5 separate regions of the Mus musculus genome follow, and regions 1, 2, 3 and 5 are each linked to region 4. A link is a contact called in public HiCAR-type, HiChIP or PLAC-seq and promoter capture Hi-C data. All regions are on one chromosome and are shown on one strand. Each heading gives the region's core, a stretch centred on a gene start, on an enhancer-like site or on the middle of the called end of the contact. The rest is flanking DNA. Distances are from core to core; before and after follow the strand shown.

What was found. Promoter capture Hi-C pulls out the DNA fragments that hold promoters and counts their contacts. HiCAR-type assays count read pairs that join an accessible place to other places. HiChIP or PLAC-seq counts read pairs in DNA pulled down with a chosen protein or histone mark.
Region 1: a HiCAR-type map of astrocytes shows a contact between it and region 4, with 4 times the contacts expected there. The contact joins the enhancer-like site here to the promoter of Rgs17 in region 4. A contact is called at or near these places in 7 of 39 promoter capture datasets (the 3T3-L1 cell line, cranial neural crest, embryonic stem cells and 3 more) and 1 of 115 datasets of contacts at active chromatin or transcription factors (astrocytes).
Region 2: a contact with region 4 is called in a promoter capture Hi-C map of embryonic stem cells, with 3 times the contacts expected there. The contact joins the enhancer-like site here to the promoter of Rgs17 in region 4. A contact is called at or near these places in 6 of 39 promoter capture datasets (the 3T3-L1 cell line, cranial neural crest, embryonic stem cells and 3 more) and 3 of 115 datasets of contacts at active chromatin or transcription factors (astrocytes, embryonic stem cells and forebrain).
Region 3: a contact with region 4 is called in an H3K4me3 HiChIP or PLAC-seq map of neural tube, with 9 times the contacts expected there. The contact joins the enhancer-like site here to the promoter of Rgs17 in region 4. A contact is called at or near these places in 5 of 39 promoter capture datasets (the 3T3-L1 cell line, frontonasal cranial neural crest, liver and 1 more) and 2 of 115 datasets of contacts at active chromatin or transcription factors (astrocytes and neural tube).
Region 5: a contact with region 4 is called in a promoter capture Hi-C map of hippocampal neurons, with 7 times the contacts expected there. The contact joins the promoter of Oprm1 here to the promoter of Rgs17 in region 4. A contact is called at or near these places in 4 of 39 promoter capture datasets (the 3T3-L1 cell line, cranial neural crest, hippocampal neurons and 1 more), 2 of 484 Hi-C or Micro-C datasets (cerebral cortex and cortical neurons) and 5 of 115 datasets of contacts at active chromatin or transcription factors (VIP interneurons, astrocytes, embryonic stem cells and 1 more).

The regions. Positions count from the first base shown.
Region 1 is chr10:6,915,401-6,918,100 of GRCm38.p6, forward strand. All of the region lies in intron 7 of Ipcef1 (interaction protein for cytohesin exchange factors 1), which reads right to left. It also overlaps a transcript of Oprm1 not described here. Among named protein-coding and RNA genes, the nearest start is that of Ipcef1, 64 kb to the right of the region's middle. Within about 2 kb of position 1,336, at least 90 of the 459 cell types and tissues checked have an H3K27ac peak or open chromatin away from gene starts, as enhancers often do. A contact at or near this core is called in astrocytes and hippocampal neurons, where this site is marked.
Region 2 is chr10:6,819,556-6,822,255 of GRCm38.p6, forward strand. The region is part of intron 1 of Oprm1 (opioid receptor, mu 1); the gene reads left to right. Among named protein-coding and RNA genes, the nearest start is that of Oprm1, 32 kb to the left of the region's middle. Within about 2 kb of position 1,301, at least 7 of the 459 cell types and tissues checked have an H3K27ac peak or open chromatin away from gene starts, as enhancers often do. A contact at or near this core is called in embryonic stem cells, where this site is marked.
Region 3 is chr10:6,846,860-6,849,559 of GRCm38.p6, forward strand. All of the region lies in intron 3 of Oprm1 (opioid receptor, mu 1), which reads left to right. Among named protein-coding and RNA genes, the nearest start is that of Oprm1, 60 kb to the left of the region's middle. Within about 2 kb of position 1,437, at least 15 of the 459 cell types and tissues checked have an H3K27ac peak or open chromatin away from gene starts, as enhancers often do. A contact at or near this core is called in neural tube, where this site is marked.
Region 4 is chr10:5,920,972-5,923,671 of GRCm38.p6, forward strand. It overlaps Rgs17 (regulator of G-protein signaling 17), which reads right to left and starts at 1,429. Exons shown (of 5, transcript NM_019958.4): 1 at 1,257-1,429.
Region 5 is chr10:6,787,187-6,789,886 of GRCm38.p6, forward strand. Oprm1 (opioid receptor, mu 1) reads left to right here and starts at 1,384. Exons shown (of 4, transcript NM_001302793.1): 1 at 1,384-1,972. The coding sequence starts at 1,689.

The sequences.
Region 1 (2,700 bases), core at 86-2,585, 990 kb after region 4:
TTCTCATTATCATACAAACTGGTAGAACTGGGAAGTACTCTACAGACTAAATTTAATCCTAAGTGTGCAATGGCTGAGATGAATGAGGCATAGAATCCCTCCTCTCTCCCTTGTTCCCAATTGTACTTTTACCCTCTTACTTCCTGCCTACCTTTATTCTAGTATAGCCTATGAACTACGACTAAAAGAACTCTTTGGAATCACAGGTCATCGCCTCTATGTCATCACCTCAGTGACAAATGGCCATGAACTATCTGTTGAAACTAATTATGCCTAGTCCACCATTCAACATTGTCCCAGTTTCCCTCTCCCTCCCATTCCCATGCCCTACCCCATGCAGTCTTCCTTAGGTGCGACGGTTTCTACTCTGTGTCCCCACTTTTATAAAGCCTTGGATATCTCCTTTAGTACACACTTTTTTCTTCTTTTTTTACCTTCTTTTCCTTTGTTAACTGTGTCTCATTCCTCCCACTTGCCTCAGTGGATGTGACAATGTTTGGGGGCAGTCACCTTTAGATTTTAGACTTGTGTGTTAGCTTAAAGTATGTGTTAGGACCCTCATCATAATAACAGCAATGCTAAATTTAATTGAAGTCAGCCTTCAATTTAGTTTAGTTTAGTTTTAATCTACTTGTGAATCCTGTATTTCACAACGCTCAGAAACCCACTCTCCAAAGATAGGAGATGAGCACTTAATTAACCCCACCACTTCTTTTGCAGCTATGCTGGGTTGCAAGGCTTGGTGGAGAAGCCCAGAGTTGTGTTAATCTGAAAGCTTCAGTATACAAAGGCAGGAGGAAGCTATTAGCATGCTCTCTCCCTTTCTTCCTCCTTCCTGTAGCTTACACTACAGGGAGAAGTGGGTAGAAGGATATTTAAACTAAGAATCAAATTCTTGCAACCACAATTTTAATTGCACACCAACTGCAAAAAAAAAAAAAAAAAAAAAAAAAAATTTCTTCCATTGTCTAACTAGAAGAAAGGCTATAATACACCCTGTCTGCTTTTCTCAGAACTCGACTATTAACCTTTAAGATTCCTTTCCAGGGTAAAAGCTTCTTTCCCCAGAAAAATGTATCTGGAGACTAGAGTTTAATCTTCTAAAAAAATTAACTCCTTTCATGATGACACTGAAGCTTCAAACTCTGAAGCCTTCAGCACAGTATTTTAGACACTGAAACATCAGAGACTCTTCCTCACATTGAGAAGCTAAGACCATAATTTTTAGCAGTCACACAAAAAAGCTACCTCCTTCTCCAACAGGCAAACATGCATTCACAACACCCGATTTGATTACTCAACAGCAAGTCACAGCAAACACGGGGGAAGTTTGGGCTGCCGTTTCCATGGAGATGACTTGATGTGGTTCAGCTCTTCTGGGAATGAAACCAAATCCCCAACAGCAGGAGAAAATCAGCAGCAAGAATTCTCTAACATATGGCAACTGCTAACAAACCAGTATGGGGAAAATACCTTCATTCTCTTTTCCTCTCTACCAGAAGAAATACCTTCCCAACAAGCTGTTTGAAAAAGCACCTAGATTTTCTTGGTCATTCTCTGTGTAATTCAAAACTGATTACTACGGGGTCTCTTTATTCTTAGATTAAAAGAGCCGCTGTCTCCTAGATTCCTCAGCCCATGAATTCCCAGGGTAGCACTTAGACAGGGACGAGAAATGCATCCTTCCTCCCATAACTCTGCTTATTAATCCTTGAGGGAAACTCAGTCTGCAGGCTTACCTCTTGGGAAAGAATGTAAATGGAATTTTACTATCTCTAGTGCCTTGGAAGACATGATTGTCACAGAGAGGAGAGAGTTATTTCCACATCTTTTTAGAATTATTATTATTGTTGTTCTATTATTATTTTTATTGTACTGTGAGGTTTCTGGGGACACACATGTGCTACAGTATACTTGCAGAGGTCAAAGAACAACTTTTAAAAGTTTATTTTTTTTATTACCTTTAGGATTGTCCAGGTTTAAATTTAGGATGTTAGGCTTGTACATCACAAACTTTACTTACCCACTGAGCCATCCCTTCAACCCCTCTTGTATTTCTCCTTCTAATCAAATGATTACAGTCAGTTCTTACATGGGAAACAATTGCTCCACTTTCCCCATTTTAACGTCTGTGTGTTTCTTTTTTCTTTTCTACATTTATTTTCATTCATTCATTTATTTTTATGAGAGTTTTGTTCAAAGTCTTTGAATCATATTCCACCTCCTCCACCAGAACTCCTCCCAGATGCATGTCCTCATCCCTGCCTTCCTAACTCTGTATCCTTTAAAAACAAACAAACAAAAACCTTCAGTACTAATCTGTGCTGCCCAAATACTCTGTGACGAGTGCAAGACCATATTTTCATCTTGTAAGCACAAAGCTAAAGACCACTTAAAATCTACACTTGAAAATTTCTGTGTCTTTGCCAGAACAACAACAACAAAAACCAATCAATATGTACTGCACACGCTGTATTCAGTGAAAATGGCCCTCTCCAGATGATAGGCACATCCAATGAGAGGCGCGCACAGCACACGCCAGCTCCTCTGCTTTGAACAGCTCATATAGCTTCAGAGAAAGAAGTCTCTTAATTCATGTTTATACCTGGCATTAGGTTTTACCCCTGACCTTAATTGCAAAGGAGTTACTACTAACCTAACCCAAGACTTTGTTTATAGAACACCCCCTTGTGTATCTGT
Region 2 (2,700 bases), core at 51-2,550, 900 kb after region 4:
TGAGTCTTCAATTCTATTCCATTGGTACTTTTCTGTTGCTATACCAGTACTGCACAGTTTTTTTTTGTTTTTTTTTTTTGTTGTTGTTTTTTTATCACAATTGGTCTCTAGTATAGCTTTACTTCAGGCATGGTGATTCCACCAGAGATTCTTTTATCGTTGAGAAGAATGTTTGCTATCCTAGGTTTTTTTGTTATTCCAGATGAATTTGCCCTTTATAATTCGTTGAAGAATTGAGTTGGAATTTTGATGGGGATTGCATTGGATCTGTAGATTGCTTTCAGCAAGATAGTCATTTTGACTATATTAATCCTGCCAATCCATGAGCATGGGAGATCTTTCCATCTTCTGAGATCTTTAATTTCTTTCTTAAGAGACTTGAAGTTCTTATCATACAGATTTTTCACTTCCTTAGTTAGAGTCACACCAAGGTATTTTATATTATTTGTGACTATTGTGAAGGGTGTTGTTTCCCTAATTTCTTTCTCAGTCTGTTTATCATTTGTGTAGAAAAAGGCTATTGATTTATTTGTGTTAATTTTATATCCAGATACTGCAGTAAAGCTATTTATCAGGTTTAGTGGTTCTCTGGTGGAATTTTTGGAGTCACTTTATATACTATCATATCATCTGCAAAAAGTGATATTTTAACTTCTTCCTTTCCAATTTGTATCCTCTTGATCTCCTTTTGTTGTCGAATTGCTCTGTCTAGGACTTCTCTATTACTATATTGAATAGGTAGGGAGAAAGTGGGCAGCCTTGTCTAGTCCCTGATTTTAGTGGGATTACTTCCAGCTTCTCTCCATTTACTTTGATGTTGGCTACTGGTTTGCTGTGGATTGCTTTTATTATTTTTAGATAAGGGCCTTGAATTCCTGATCTTTCCAAGACTTTTGTCATGTGCCACAGACTATCCCCTTTTTGGGGTCTCCTATCTATGTGGAATGGATCTCTGGTGGCAAGTGGGCAAAGGAGTTGGCGAATGACAAACAAATACGACACAAGAGAATGTATTGTATCTGAGTGTAATTTGTCAAATCGAGCAACAAACTTCTTATACAGAGGAGTAACAAGAAACCAGGTAAACAGAACACATCTGCTATGTTACAGTGACACAATACAAAAGGAATGTATACATCAAAAGATGGCAGGGGACCAGGCTGTGTTTACCACTAAGGGAGCCAGTCTATTGTTAAGCCCACCACCAGGGGTTCTTAGTAAATGCCTGATTTATGCTGTTTCGTTGGGCCTAGTGAAGAAACCTGTCTCAGAGGGATTGCCTAACTTTTTCATGATAAACCAACCTATTCCCTGGGCCATTGTGTATTCTCTTGTTAGGGTAAGACTCAGCTACTGTCCTAAGTAATCACTCTGCAGACTAGCCCTGAGCTATTATAGCTCTGTTCTTTGTAATGCCTAATTAGTTTCATCTGCTCTACTAGATGTAAATTTGAATGTTACTGAATAGGTAACCTTCTCACTGAATTCCTTCTGAATTCCAAGCTCATTGGCTTCAATGATTTTCTAGGAAGTTGGAACACTGGTGGAGGCTCACCTATGTCAGAATTCAATCTTTAAAGGCACTTATAATAAAAAAAAAACTGAAAAAGAGCATACACCATACTAATTCGGGGATAGGGTATGAGTATACAGGTTATGAGAATACCAAGGCCCCAGGAGGCTGAGTTTTCTTGAAACTCTTTGCCTCGTGAGTGCTTCCATGCCTCTCAGCCTGTCCAGCAGGCTTCACTGGAGTGGGCTTAGCATTCATGATGGATGATCATTTTGATGTGTTCTTGGATTCAGTTTGCAAGGATTTTATTGAATATTTTTGCATTGGTATTCATAAGGGAAATTGGTCTGAAGTTCTCTATCTTGTTGGGTCTTTATATGGTTTAGGTATCAGAGTAATTGTGGCTTCATAGAGTGAATTGGGTAGAGTACCTTCTGTTTCTATTTTGTGGAATAGTTTGAGAAGAATTGGAATTGGGTCTTCTTTGAAGGTCTGATAGAACTCTGCACTAAACCCATCTGGTCCTGGGCTTTTTTGGGTTGGGAGACTATTAATGACTGCTTCTATATCTTTAGGGGATATAGGACCTTTAGGTCATTAATCTGATCCTGACTTAACTTTGGCACCTGGTATCTGTCTAGAAATTTGTCCATTTCATCCAAGTTCTCCAGTTTTGTTGAGTATAGCCTTTTGTAGAAGGATCTGATGGTGTTTTGGGTTTCCTCAGGATCTGTTATGTCTCCCTTTTCATTTCTGATTTTGTTAATTAGGATGCTCTCCCTGTGCCCTCTCTGGCTAAGGGTTTATCTATCTTGTTGATTTTCTCAAAGAACCAGCTCCTGGTTTTGTTGATTCGTTGAATAGTTCCTTTTGTTTCGCTTGGTTGATTTTGCCCCTGAGTTTGATTATTTCCTGCCCTTTACTCCTCTTGGGTGAATTTGCTTCCTTTTGTTCTAGAGCTTTTAGGTGTGCTGTCAAGCTATTAGAGTATGCTCTCCCTACTTTCTTTTTGGAGGCACTCAGAGCTATGAGTTTTCCTCTCAGGAATGCTTCCATTGTATCCCATAAGTTTGGGTATGTTGTGGCTTCATTTTCTGATTTCTTTCTTAGGGTTTCTATCTCCAGAATTGTCTTTCTTTGGGTTTTCTTTATTGTTTCTACTTCCATTTTTAGATCCTGGATGGTTT
Region 3 (2,700 bases), core at 187-2,686, 930 kb after region 4:
TACTCCAGATCCTAGTGTACTATTGACAGTCCATATGACTATATGCACAGCCCTAGCCCCACCAGAGAACCTAGTGCTTAGTGACCCCCAACCCCTCTCACCTATCTCCACTGTACTCATGGAATGAGTCCCCTGATCTTCCAAGTTCAGCAAGAAAGGCTATAAAAGAGCAATTACTCTAAGACAGACAAGCATCATTTCCTAGCTCTTTTGGTGATCTCCACAAAAGAACTTGTCCCACAAAAGCAAGGCTTTCACCCATGAGAGCCATCTTTTCTTCAGAGCATGAGCCTCCTCGCATGATGTCTGGACTGAGCTAGAGATTATCTAAATAAACTCTTCTTTGGTCATCCCAGGCCTCGTGTGGTTCACTGCCTTTCCTTGGGTGTTTTTGAAAGGAGTTGGTCTTTCTCATACTGACCTCTGTATTGGATTCCAGGGGTGTCACATGACTTAAAGAGTAGTGCCTTTCTCCTGGGCAGCTTATGGCCCTAAAATAAGCACATTGTCGGTGTAAGTTCTCTCAGCAAGAATGGTTGTGTGAAGGCTTTGACTTGGCAGAGAGAAGGGCAATTTTATAAACTTAGTAGTTATACTCCTGGGGAGAAAACTCTTTCTATTCAGCATAGAATATGTTGAGAGCAATATTATTATTCACATCTTGAAAATCTTCTCCATGGAATCCTGACCTCAGAGTAATCTTCTCATGTTGGTCACAGGTCCTGGCTAAAACAGAAATCCAGAATAGTCATCCAAAGTCATCCTTGTAATGGGAGGTGAATCTGTCTTGGTAACAGTAGTCACTCTCCTTAAATATAGGGTCTCACGTGAGTGATCTGTGTACCACTGTTGGCACATAAAAGCATAACCTTTGCCTGACCATCCTCAAAATGATGGAAAGCCAACCAACAGCTCACAGCATGTAGCCTACTAATCAAAGCATTTCTATTCTGCCTTCCTTTCCCTACCACTACTAGTTTGTACCATGACATTCTCTCTCTGGGGACATGCTGCCCTGCAGATATTTTTCTAATAGTGATGTAGATCTAGGTTTCCCTGACAGGATCCATAGTATGTCCTCCCAGGTGGCAACTATGGACACTTGTTAAATTTTACCTGTGTCTCATCAGCCTCCATACATTCTCCCAACTCACTTTTATCTAGAGGTAGGACAGAGGTTACCCATTGCCTCCTCAGACACCGCATTTCTACCAGCCACAGAAAATGTCCAGATGCGCCTGAGCGCAGGCTTGAACTTCTGCCTTTTCTCCATGGTAAAAGCTCCTTGTCCAGCTTGACATGCTGAATTTCATACCACCTAGGTGCTGAATCCCAACTTCTTAGAAAATAACAAAAAGTAACAAGGCTCCAAAGGAGATGACTAAGCAAGCAGGTGGCATCCTGAGCTAACTCTACAGATTGTAGGAGGAAAATAAAAAGATTCAGTTCATTGCCGTGCAGCAAACCACAGACCTTGCGCATGCTGGAGCTGCTTCCTCTAAGCCATGAATCCCACGGGGTAATGCAAAGACCAGATGGCATCTACACATTGTGGGTTCTGTCACAGTTCACAGATCCAAAGCCAAAGTCTCAGCACATGAGGGACCAATAACCAAGCCTCCTCCAAGAGCAAGCACTGACATCGTGGTCAGCTTTGTACTTGCCCTGGGCCTCTCCGCTGCCAGTGTGACAAATCACAGGAACTGTCAGCTCTAGAGAAGACTGTATTCTGGCACAATCAGCATGATTGTTCAGCGACTTCTGGTCCAAGGCAGCCTGCTCCTCCTGATGATGACATCAATCTGATCTGGTCTTTGTTTAGCAAATACATCCTGGCATGACATTGACCGGTTGTAAAATACAGTGTGTGTGAGTGTGTGTGCACACATGCATGTGTATATTTATATGTGAGAAATAAGATAAGGAGAGAGAGCCAGTGGGGTAACTTAGCGGGTAAACCTCTGCAGACAATAAATAAGAATCTTTTGTACCATTCAATTCTTGGACCTTTCCTGACATTTGAAACTTACTCAACTACATTAATTTTGGGGTGGGGGGGAGAATAACCCTTTATTCTTACCAGGCAAACACCTTCATACCTCACTAGTTTCAATAACTAGAAGAGCAACAAGTGACCTCATTGTAAGACATGCCATTCTCTTAATCCTCTTAGCTTATTTGAGAACTGCCACACCACATTCCTGGGCAGAATTCATGTTACTGCTCAGTGGGCACGCTTCACAGTGGGAGGTTAATGGAATGCACTTACTCCATATCCACTACTTGGGAGGAAAACAGAAAGAATTTTTTAGAATTGGGTGCAAAAGAAATTGTTTTCGTTCTGTTTCTTTTTGATATTTTGGTTTATTCATTATCGAGTTAGCTGGACAGGAAGGATGAAACAAGAGAAAGAATTTTATTTAAAATATATTTTCTAAGGCCTAGTGTAGTGGTATATTTCTGCAATCTTAGTGCTCAAAAAGCTGAGACAGGAGGATCTCAAATTTAAGCTCACCTTGGTCTACTGAGTAAAATCCTATCTAAAGAAAAAATAATTTTCATCTTTATAGTGAATATTATATACAAAAACATATTTATGATGACCCACATTCTGAGTACCTAACAAAAGTCTTCTCTGACTAATTTTTTTTTTTTGACGTGACATGCAGTTGAGATTTGACAGTCTCCCATTTTTAGATC
Region 4 (2,700 bases), core at 179-2,678:
GATCTCCCAAGTGAGCGAGCATTCTCATCTCTCAGTGGAGGAAGAGAACACAGGGTGGTCTTGCGCTAGCATCCTTTAGACCAGGTGACCCCTGCTCAGTCTGTTTTCTGAGTGAGCTGCAAGGACTGCCTGAGACGCACAGCAAGCAGTCTCCTGCTGGCCGGGAGCAGGTCCCCACCCACTGCTCACTGCTCTGTCCTTCCGCCATCCTCAGGTCCTCCGACATTTTCCATTAAGACACAGAGGTAGGATGAAGAGGAAACAACAGGAAAGTGTGTCTGCACCCAGCCTCTGCGGCAGCCAGAGAAAAGAGAGAAGGAGGCAGGCTAGCGAGGAGACAGCTAGAAGCTGTGATCCGTCCATAATCAGGAGAGCCAGATCTCACAGCAAGGGAGTCTGTAATGCACCCAAGCGGGGCAGCGCCTGGGGGCTGGTAGGCGTTCCTGGTCCTCACCCCCTTGGTTGCTGTAAAACAGACCAGGTGCAGAGTACACAAGAACTCGCTTTCTCTGGACTAAAGGGGGTGGGGGAGAAACAAAAGAGACTCTCACCTCTGCACCACACACACACACACACACACACACACACACACACACACACACACACACACACGTACGCGCGCGCGCGCACACACACAGCAGCTGCTCAAGGTATTTGTAAAGACATCACCTGCACCTGAATCTTTATTTTCCCTAAAGGCACCAAAAAATAAAGGGAGAAATGAGACCATCGAGGCAGTCCGCGGCTGAGACCATCTCGATTTATTTTCACCATCGATTCTCTACTAACCAAACAGCTATGAAAAGCCTGGGGACCCCGAACCCCTGAGCGCTCCCCCACCCGCCACCGCAGCACCCTCTCACCTCCTCCAGGTCCCCGAAGGTGCTGAGATTTCTCCCCGCAGAAGCAGGGACACCCGAAGCCGTGACCCGCAGGAGAGCGGTTCAGTCCCTCCACAGAGCCCGGGGACGCGAGTGGACCGGGCCCTGAAGCGGACCACGCGGGATTCAACTTCACGGAGCCGCGGGGCGGTGCTGCCCGCCGAGACCCGCGCGCCCCACTGCTTTATCAGCCAGGGCACAGGCAGCGGGCGCCCCCTCCGCCCTCTCTATCCTACCTCCCCCTCGCCGTGGGGGTGGGGGAGCAAAAGAAGAGAAAAAAAAAATCAAGCCCACCCATCAGTGCAAAGCAGACATTTTCATGTTATTATTTTTATTTTTTTTTATCCTCTCCGGGATTCAGAGGTCGCGTCTTACCGGGTAGACTTAGATGTGGGCGAGAGCTCCGGGGTCCGGGTCCGAGGGTGCTCGAGAGTGGGCTGCTCCGTCCTCTAGCGGAGCAGGCTCCGTGCCATCCGCCCAACTTCAGCACCCGGCGACGGAGAGAGGGAGAGAGGCCAGGATAGAGCAGAGAGGGAGGAGGCTGGGGTGGGCGGGGAGGGAGCGGAGCAGCTTGCAGCGCATGCGTCCGGGAGACAGGCGCAGCCCCTCGCCCCGCGCAGCCGGAGGTGAGGCGTCCTCCCCTCCCGCGGGCGCTCGGATGCGTGAGTCACTGTCGCGTCCCTTCCCGGCGTGCCCGCCCGGCGACAGAGCTCACAGTGTCAGTGTCTCTGTGCCCAGGCGGCTCTGGCGACAGCAGTGGGGGAGGTTCTGCGTTGAGGGTCGGGGTCAGGGGTGCTTCTTGGAGAGAACACACTTTGTGGGAAGGAACCTCCTCCCCCACCCCCCAGTTCACTTTTACCCAAAGCCCATGTATGTTCACCTAGTCCCTGGGACCATGCTTGCAAGCCTCTCAGGCACTCAGGCTCCCTTAGCCTCGGGCTTGCTTCAACCCTCTTGCCTGGGGGATTCAAGAGAAGGTAAAGTTAAGTAAGTTCTAGACTCTGCGTTATTGATGGCTTACCCAGAAATACCCAGGAATCCCTCCAGGCGCTCTCTGGTCTTAGATATGTGTACCCTCTGGGCCACTGGAGCTGGGGTTTTCAGCGAGAGAAACCTAAGGCAGAGCAGGGGTCAAGAACTCTTAGCCTGCCCTTGGTCTTGCAAACTTTATATGCCCCAGTACTACAGGGGAACGCCAGGGCCAAGAAGTGGGAGTGAGTGGGTAGGGGAGCAGGGCGGGGGTCGGGGGGGAGGGTATAGGGACCTTTCGGGATAGCATTTGAAATGTTAATAAAGGAAATATCTAATTAAAAAAAAAAGAAGAACTCTTAGCCCGGTTTGGAAACCTGGGGCCTAAAGCGTCCTTATTGGACCACTTGGCAGTCACAGGAATTGTCAATCTTTCTGCTCACCAGCAGAGCGCAGCTTGGTGGTGAAGGAGCCTAGATGCTTATTGCATGCCAAGTACTAGATTGTGCCTCCTGTGGTTAGGCTGAAGTGTTTCTGAGGGGGAGCGAGGAAAGCAGATATCTTTCTCTTTAGATTTCACATCTGTGGAGATGAGAGAGTTCCCGCGGGAACGACTAGGCTCTTCCCTGACAGCTAATTAGAACTGATTGTTTGTAGATGTCATGACACTCCCCTGCCAGGGGTCCTCCAGTGTGCAAATACTGTTGGCATTCCAGCCCACCTGAGAAAGCCCCACAACTTTCAATTAATATAACTCAGGGTCTTTTTTATTCAGCTACATCTACTGCTTTGGATACTAATACCCTGAAAGTGCACTTTCTTGGAGCCTGTCTACAAACTATTGGTCTGT
Region 5 (2,700 bases), core at 134-2,633, 870 kb after region 4:
CTGATAGCAAAGGCAGCAGTAAGCACCACAAGTCAACCTGTCATTCACAAGAAGGGGGTAAAGATGGTTCTGTGTGTCCTGGGGAGACCGATGAATGTGAGCACACAGATTTCAGCTCAGCCATATGAACTGACACACTTATTCCGAAGAGAATATATTTAAAGGTATTTTAGCAGCCTCTAGAAAACCTTATCTACATTACTGCTGAAATGACACCCTTTAACGCAAAAGGGGACAAATAATACTGAACGTTGGCCAAAAGTCTACAATAGTTGAGCTGTGTGTTATCTTTTTTTCAGAATGATTGCTTAAAAGTAAAAATATATGTTCCTTCTAAGCTTGCTTCCCCACAGTCTGTGAGAATTCAGTTAAACTTTCTACAACCAAATGGGAGCGGGGACATTTATTTCCAGTATTTATAGTTAAAACTATGGGTATGCGCATGGCATGCATATGCATACACAGTGTTGAGACGAAACCACACTACTGCTGAATTTACGATTGTATTCCTTCAGAAGCACTTGTGAACTTAGACATGAGATCTAACATTTTTTAAATGCATTCTTGCTCCTCAAGGATCTTGCTTAAGGCCATTTCACACTCAAAAGAGCTGTGGAGTTTCTTTTGGATTCTCTATAGTGGGAAGAAAAAACATTTCTGCTTGATTCAGTAACCTGCTCCCCAGAAGCTCGGGAGAGTGGAGGCAGTGCGAAAGCTTAGGATAAATCTTCCTAAGCAGGTCCAGGAGAGTAGACCTGGCATGGGTAGTGGGTTCCTTATTTACAGGTTATCACCCCTCCTCCCTCACATCTCTAATGTGTTCTTATGCTTCTTCTTCACTAGGAAAAAAATCAGATGCAAATAGACCTTCTAACCTAAGAGAAATTGAAGGAGTGGGGGCACATGAAACAGGCTTCTTTCACAAAAATTTTCTCTTTTAGAAAAAGACAATTGTTTCTTTGAACAGGTTTGTGGGGTTGATTTTTTGAGGAACTAAAGGGGTTTTTTGTTTTGTTTTGTTTTGGTTTGTTTGTTTGTTTTCCCTCAGATATGGGGATGTGGGTAAAGGACAACATTAATAACCCTCCAGTCCTAATTAATTGCATATGGTTAGTTGAGTCGGAAGAGTGTTGAGGTATAAGGGTCATTGAGATTTTAACAGACCAACGACTTTCCTGGCTGATGCAAACAACCTAATGCATGGTTGTTACAAAGAAACTTAGAGTCTCTCTTCCCACCCTCTCTGCAGCATCCCCGCTTCTGCTCCCCCCCCCCCTACCCCAATTTACACTCCTTTACACGGAAGTGCATAGAGACTGAGGAGGCTGATTCTGAGTTGCTTTGCGCACAATCCACTCCTTCTCTCTCCTCCCTCCCCTCTAGCCTCTGGATCCCTCACAGCCCATGCTCCCTCCCTTCCACTCAGAGAGTGGCGCTTTGGGGATGCTAAGGATGCGCCTCCGTGTACTTCTAAGGTGGGAGGGGGCTACAAGCAGAGGAGAATATCGGACGCTCAGACGTTCCATTCTGCCTGCCGCTCTTCTCTGGTTCCACTAGGGCTTGTCCTTGTAAGAAACTGACGGAGCCTAGGGCAGCTGTGAGAGGAAGAGGCTGGGGCGCCTGGAACCCGAACACTCTTGAGTGCTCTCAGTTACAGCCTACCGAGTCCGCAGCAAGCATTCAGAACCATGGACAGCAGCGCCGGCCCAGGGAACATCAGCGACTGCTCTGACCCCTTAGCTCCTGCAAGTTGCTCCCCAGCACCTGGCTCCTGGCTCAACTTGTCCCACGTTGATGGCAACCAGTCCGACCCATGCGGTCCTAACCGCACGGGGCTTGGCGGGAGCCACAGCCTGTGCCCTCAGACCGGCAGCCCTTCCATGGTCACAGCCATCACCATCATGGCCCTCTATTCTATCGTGTGTGTAGTGGGCCTCTTTGGAAACTTCCTGGTCATGTATGTGATTGTAAGGTAAGGCATGTTCTGAATACCTAGTTCCGCAGGGGGGAGGGGACAAAGCTCCCCCATGAGTGACAGAGGAGAAGTAAACAGGGTACAAAGAGGGGGTGGTTTGAATAGAGTATTTGCTGTTTGTGTGTGAGCTTTTACTTTTCTGGGTTTTGTTGGTTGGTTGGTTTTATTTTTCTCCCTCTCCTTGAAAAAGCAGTGTTCAAGATTCCAAAGACAAGACATTTCTTTGGCCAAAACTATTAAGATGTGGTGGTGGGAGGCTCCATCTTGGATCCCCTTTTTATTCTAAGCCAAGAGGGTCTTTGAAGCATGTTTTGCAGTCAATCCTCCCTCTGGATGAGCTGTAAGAATAGGAAATTGTAAACAGTGAGGAGGGGAACCTTGTTTGCTTCTCCTAACTGAAAGACAGAGGCTTCACAGTAAGTTAAAGAGATAAACTCGATAACTTTTTTAGACCTGCTGGTTTAGGCTAGACTACAGTCCCACCACTTCTATATTCTGGGAGCCTTTATCTTACTCTTCTTCCATCCTGAGGCTGCCCCAGGTGGAGGAAGCTTTCCTGCCATCTCTCCTGGGCAGGGTAGCTTAAAGGTAGCAAGTAAGCTGTTGTGATGTTTAGCCCAGTACAGTACTTTCTTCCTGCAGTTCTGCTGAGGGAGTTCCAAGTGGGATCTGGAATTGCTGGGTAGCTCAGGGCATAACTATTTCTTCAGTGCTTGCAAACATGA